2 separate regions of the Rattus norvegicus genome follow, and region 1 is linked to region 2. Evidence: chromatin contacts called from public Hi-C data. All regions are on one chromosome and are shown on one strand. The core of a region is the stretch at or near the end of the contact, and the rest is flanking DNA. Distances in the headings are between cores, read along the strand shown. Region 1 overlaps Scarb2 (scavenger receptor class B, member 2). Region 2 holds the start of Ccdc158 (coiled-coil domain containing 158).

Region 1 (2,901 bases), core at 72-2,571, 180 kb before region 2:
AAGCCCAGCAGTCAAAGCCAAGGTTTTCCAGTATTACCCTGTGGGACGCTGACTCTGACACTCTACCCTCAGCTAACCTTGTGACTTCCCTCAGCTACTTGCAGTTCCCCAGCGATCCTAAATCATCGCCGACACCTGGCCTTTACAAAGTGCTGTGTGTGTGTGTTGGGGGGGGGGGGACGACAAAAACCTAGTAAGACATGGCTTCCTACTCTGCTGAGGGAGAGAGGGAGAGAAAGAGAAGAGGTGGGAAACTCTCTCAAAGCAGCATGATCAGCCAAAAAAAAAAAAGTCCCCCTTCTGGCAATGCTCAGATAGATAAGGGGAGGGACTTTGATGACAATACCAGCAAACCAGGTTAGCAACACACACATGTTCATGTACACACACACACACACACACACACACACACACACACACACACGAATGCATGCCAGCTACCAACTGATCAACAAGAGTCAACCTGATACAGTGAAGTTGCTTGAGAAACAAGACAGATATCAAGAAGTGATCAGATTACTGTCAACCATATTAGAGGAGGCCTAAGAACTATTTAGAAACACAGACAACTGCTTAAAACAAACAAAAGCCATCTTGAGCCTAGACAAGGAATCAAGGAGGGAGAGAGGAGGAGGGAGGGAAGAGAGTTGAACGAAAATTCTGGTATGGTGGGATTACATGTAATCTCAGCACGGGAGAGGCTGAAGCAGGAGGATTACTTGAATCTAAGAATCCAGAAGTTTCAGACCGACTTGGGCCACATAGCTTACATATACCAAGGCTCTGTTTAAAAAACAACATCAAAAACAAAAATAAAATAAGAAGGAAATGAAAGAAAGAAGCCTGGCATGGTGACTTCCCCCTGCAGTCTCTGGCTTTGGGAAGCTGAGGTAAGAGTGCTGTAACTTTGAGGTCAGTCTAGAATACACAGTGAATTCCAGGTCAGCCTGGGCTGCAGAGCGAGACTGTCTCTAAAGCAAACAAAAGAAGGAAATGTTTGAGTTACACCCCGTGAACTACTGAATCACATAGGAAGAAGAAACACACGGAATGAAAAAAAAAAAAAACCAGTTTTAATTCACTGGAGAAATCAACAGCTGTGCTACCCACTCCCTAGAGATGCTGGATAAATTGGTTCTTACAACGGGATGGGTTAGGGATGGGGTCACATCTCAGGGCTGGAAGAGCACTTTCCCAGCATGCACTGGGCTCAGTCGTCAACACCAAAAGGAAAACAAGCAATGTAATGCCCTGACCTTTAGTCATTACATTCATCTCAAACGGGGTTAGCCCTTTGGGCTCACCCACAGCTCTCTATGGAAAATCACTGTGGCCCTATCCCGGTGGTGGCTGGCGTCAGCGACTGAGCTCACTGGAGAGAGGTGTAGGGTGAGATCTGACTCGGGCTTTTTGCTCAGTCCTGTCTACACTAATACTTGGCTATGGGACAGACTAAATAAAAAGTCACTCGTGGTTTCTTCGGTTTTATCTTTTTCCTTTTTTTTGATATTCAAGGCAGTTTATTGGGAAGCTGATCTTGGGTGGGCGCTTTCACTGGCTACAAGGACTAAGACTCGGGAAGTCACCTGGGGTAAATAGGGGGTGGAGGGAAGAAAGAAAGAAAGAAAGAAAGAAAGAAAGAAAGAAAGAAAGAAAGAAAGAAAGAAAGAAAGGCAAGAAAGGAAGGAAGGAAGAAAGGAAGAAAGGAAGAAAGAAAGGTGTAACTTCAGGGGTGGGGCAGACAGACAAATAGGAAGAGGAGGAGGAGCAGGAGAAAGAGAGAGGGAAACTTTATCTTTTTTCTCAGATAACGCCTTACAAACTCTGTGAAACATTCAGCCATCCCTCTGCCTCAGCCACTCTAGTGGGGAATTGCAGTGTGAGCCTGCTTCCCGTGACTTCTGTCTTTGCTTTTTTACTGGTAAAGTGGTGCCCACAGTGTGCTTGTCCCACAGAGAAATAAATCCTAGGAATGTAACCTCAGCTGAAGCACCCTGCAGACCGGACATTGGACATTCTGTCATGACCATGCGGCATCACCACTCTGTGCCGGGTTCTGGAGACAGGGGATGCTACATCCTGATTCCTGTCTTCAAGGAATCCACACTGAGGCACGGGAGACTGCCATTTAAATACCAGACAGGATCCCGTGAACAGTCCTAAGGTAACCGTGTAAGTGCCCACACCTCTTCAACCGGTCAGTCTCATTTTTTCTTTGGCTGGATACCCAGTGGTGAGTTGCATGAATTAGACGGAGGCTCTATTTTTAGTTTTCTAAAAGAACTCCCATATGTTTTTCATAATGGCATTAATTTACACTCCCCAAAACAGTAGGAAAGTGGGAGTGAGGGTTTTTTTCCTTAAGCTAAAATATGGTAGAAGAGGGGTTGCAGAGAAGGCTCAGTGGTGGACCTAGTTTGGCTCCCACACCCATGTCATGTGACTCACCTGTGTCTCTGACACCAGGGGATTTGATGCCCTCTTCCAGCTTCTACCTGCACACACACACGCACACGCACACGCGCACACACACACACACACACACACACCCCAAAATAAATCTTAATCTAGGAGGGCTGAGGAGACAGCTCAGTCAGAAAAATGCTTGCCTTGCATGAAGACTTTAGTTCAATCTCCTGAACCCACATAAACAGGCAGGTAGGTCACGGTGGCACACGTTTGTAACCCCGGTGCTGGAACACTCTGGGGTCACTGACTAGGGAGCCTTCCTTAATGAGTGGGCTCTACCTAGGCTAAGCGAGAGAGCCGCTCTCAAAGAGAAACAAACCCACTTAAGATTTAGCACACACACTTTTCTTATTTCTGTCAAAGCAGTCATACATAGAAAGAAGCAATATGAAGGAAAATCTACGGAACACAAAACCAAGGCTTATTAAGAGG
Region 2 (2,828 bases), core at 263-2,762:
TTATTTAGGTCACAGAGTTAGCACATGCACTCTGAAGACTGGTGGTTTAGAAAACTGCCCTTTTAAATAGATGCTTTAGGTTTGGTTTTGGTTTTTGTGTCTGAGTCTCTCTACATAGCCCTGGCTGGCCTGGAGCTCTCTATGTAGACCTCACAGAGATCTGCCTGCCTCTGCCATCTGAGTGCTAGAATTCAAGGAGTGTACCACCATACCAGCTTTAGATTTTAGAGTCTTAAAGTGGTTCACTCTAATACAGGAGAACAGAGTCAACCCCAAAACTAAAACAGCATGCACAGGCTTTGTATATATACATCAAATTAAAATTTAACCACTACATTTAGAGGGTAAATAGCACTATGACAAGAAATCTATTTTACACTAAACTAAAATGAATAGGTAACTGTATCAAAATTTAAAAAATGGTACTGGGATGATGGCTAGGCCTTAAGAGCACTTGCTGCTCTTATAATGGGTCCAGTGTTCAGTTCCCAGCACCCACATGGCTGTCAAAACGTTCTGTAACTCCAGTTCCTGGGGATCCTACACCCTCTTCTAGCCACCAAAAGGCACTCACATAGTGCTCTTACACACAGGCGGGCAAAACACTAAATTAACATAAAATAAAAACACATCTTGAAAAAAATAATAAATGTGGCACAGAGGTGGGCATTTCAGATCTCTGCCTCACCTTTCCCGCTCCCGTGGATTGTATGTACACACATTAGCAGTCCGTCCAACTCTCCCTCTGGAAAGATTCAGAACTCTGGACCTTTATTCTTATGTAGTTATCAGTCCACATCACTTGTCTTCTGCATTCCCATGACCCTAAAGCCAACCTGACATTTAACAGGAACAATGTCTAGGACAGCTCGAGTGGGGACTTCTTCAGTATTGTGGGGAAGGAAGGAGTCTGTTGCTGAGGGGGAAAATCTAGGACTGAAGCGGATTATCAAGAGGCTCCAGTCACACGGCGTTAAACAGTCTCATGTGGGAAGGAATACTGGTGACAGCCCGAGACCCCACTGTCTGTCCACGTCTTCCCATCTCTTCCAGAGGTTCCAAGGAGCCAGGCCGGAAGAGGTGAGCAGGGAGCAGTCTTGTTGGGCCCAAGGAATTCTGCAACTGACGCCACAGTCACAGAGCCCAGTTTTCCCGCCACTGTCCCTCGAGAACTCTCCTAAAACAGCCATACAAAGTCATTAGGCTGCTACCACCTGGAAACAAGGCCGTGGAAAGTTCCAGAACAACAGGAGACGATCCTGGTCTTCAAGAGAACGACCCAGCCCTGTACCTCGAGGCGCACTCTGTCCCCATACCTGCTAACAACACCTCGTCCTAAGAGACCGGCCGCATGTCCGCGGGGGCCGCGGCCGCACCTGTGCGACCCCGCCGGCTCCCACTGTGCCCCGAGGCCGCGGCCCGCGCGACCGCTTCTACGCAGCGCAGCCTCACGAGGCCTCGAGCTCCCGGAGAGCTGCTGCCTGACAGTTGGCCTCAAGGAATCTAGCGAGAGAAGGGCGGGGCGTGGGAAGGGCGGGGCGTGAGGGTAGGGCGGGGCGTGAGAGAGGAGTGGGGAGCTTGAGGCACGAGAAAGGACACCATGTGAGGGGCGGGGCGTGAGGAGGAGGGCGGGGCAGGAGAGGGGCAGGAAGGTTGAGGTGGTAGAAGAGGGGCGGGGCTTGCGAAGAGGGGCGTGAGGGAGAAGGCGGGCCGTGAGAGGGGCGGAGCAGGTCGCAAGACCACGCCCCTGGACTCCTACGTCCTCTCCCCCGCCCAAGGCAACCAGGCAGACTGGGCAAGCCACTTTTCTCTTTTCCCTACTGCCCAGCATCCCCCGCTCCTAGCCTCACTCTGCTGTCCTTCGCACAGAGGCTCCGCAAAGATCCTCCCAGCTACCAAAAGGTAAATCTCTGTTACCTGCACGCTGAGGAAGGGGCAGGCTGACACCCGAACAGTCCGCTCCCCCTACCTGTTCAAGCTAACATTCAGAATTACTTGCATTTTGCAGCCTGCCTGTGATTAGCCTGTGCTTTTAACTTGCACCTTCGTCCAGACTGAGACTGTTTTTCCAGGTTCAGACGAATTCTCAGGGTAGCCGACCTTTCCGCTTCCGGAGAGCTGTTTCCTCCTCCGTGCTTCGGTTACTCTAATGTTAACTCTTAACGTGGAATTTATCAGCTTGAGATCGTACACTGAGACTCCTGCGTGCTGTTCAAGTTACCATTCCAATGAAAGAGTTCCAAAGAGGCGGAAGATGAGAGATACAACCTGTAGGGTTTGTTGTGGTTTTGAAGACAGAGACTCTACACGTTGCCCATGCTGACCACAAACTTGAGATCCTTCTGCCTTAGACAATGCTCTTAAAGAAATGTGTAGATCAGCTCTTGCTTTGTGATGTTGAATTCTGTTAACTATCAAGGTTAAGTAGACTACAACAACAAATATACAGTGTATCAATTGACTATAAATATCAAACACTTTTATGTAATACAGTTACACATTGTAACAGTTTATGAAGCACCATTAAAGACTTTTATCATACCATTTATTGCGTCGGAGACATCAGGATTATAGTGTCAGGAAATTAAACCATAAACCTTAAGCAGAACATTAAGTGGCTAACCTCTGTGACTAGACTGAAAACAAATTCCAATTAGTTTAAACATTTTTATTTTTATCAAAACATAAGTGTGTTCACTTGACATGAAAACATTTTAATTGCCTAACACGTGACTTTTATTGGTGTCTCATTTTGGGTTTGTACACGGAATAAAATTTTTTCTCTTGATTGGGGCTATGTGATGTAGGAAGACTCAGCCTAAATGTGG

Evidence for each region. A called contact is a pair of places that touch in the nucleus more often than the background predicts.
Region 1: a Hi-C map of liver shows a contact between it and region 2, with 2.9 times the contacts expected there. The contact joins the enhancer-like site here to the promoter of Ccdc158 in region 2. A contact is called at or near these places in 3 of 12 Hi-C or Micro-C datasets (Schwann cells, liver and mammary epithelial cells).

Annotation. Positions count from the first base shown.
Region 1 is chr14:15,871,016-15,873,916 of GRCr8, reverse strand. All of the region lies in intron 2 of Scarb2 (scavenger receptor class B, member 2), which reads right to left. Among named protein-coding and RNA genes, the nearest start is that of Nup54, 30 kb to the left of the region's middle. Within about 2 kb of position 1,321, at least 22 of the 93 cell types and tissues checked have an H3K27ac peak or open chromatin away from gene starts, as enhancers often do. A contact at or near this core is called in liver, where this site is marked.
Region 2 is chr14:15,694,141-15,696,968 of GRCr8, reverse strand. It overlaps Ccdc158 (coiled-coil domain containing 158), which reads right to left and starts at 1,512. Exons shown (of 25, transcript XM_063273743.1): 1 at 1,317-1,512. LOC134481722 (a long non-coding RNA gene) reads left to right here and starts at 1,575. Exons shown (of 2, transcript XR_010057472.1): 1 at 1,575-1,902; 2 at 2,009-2,544.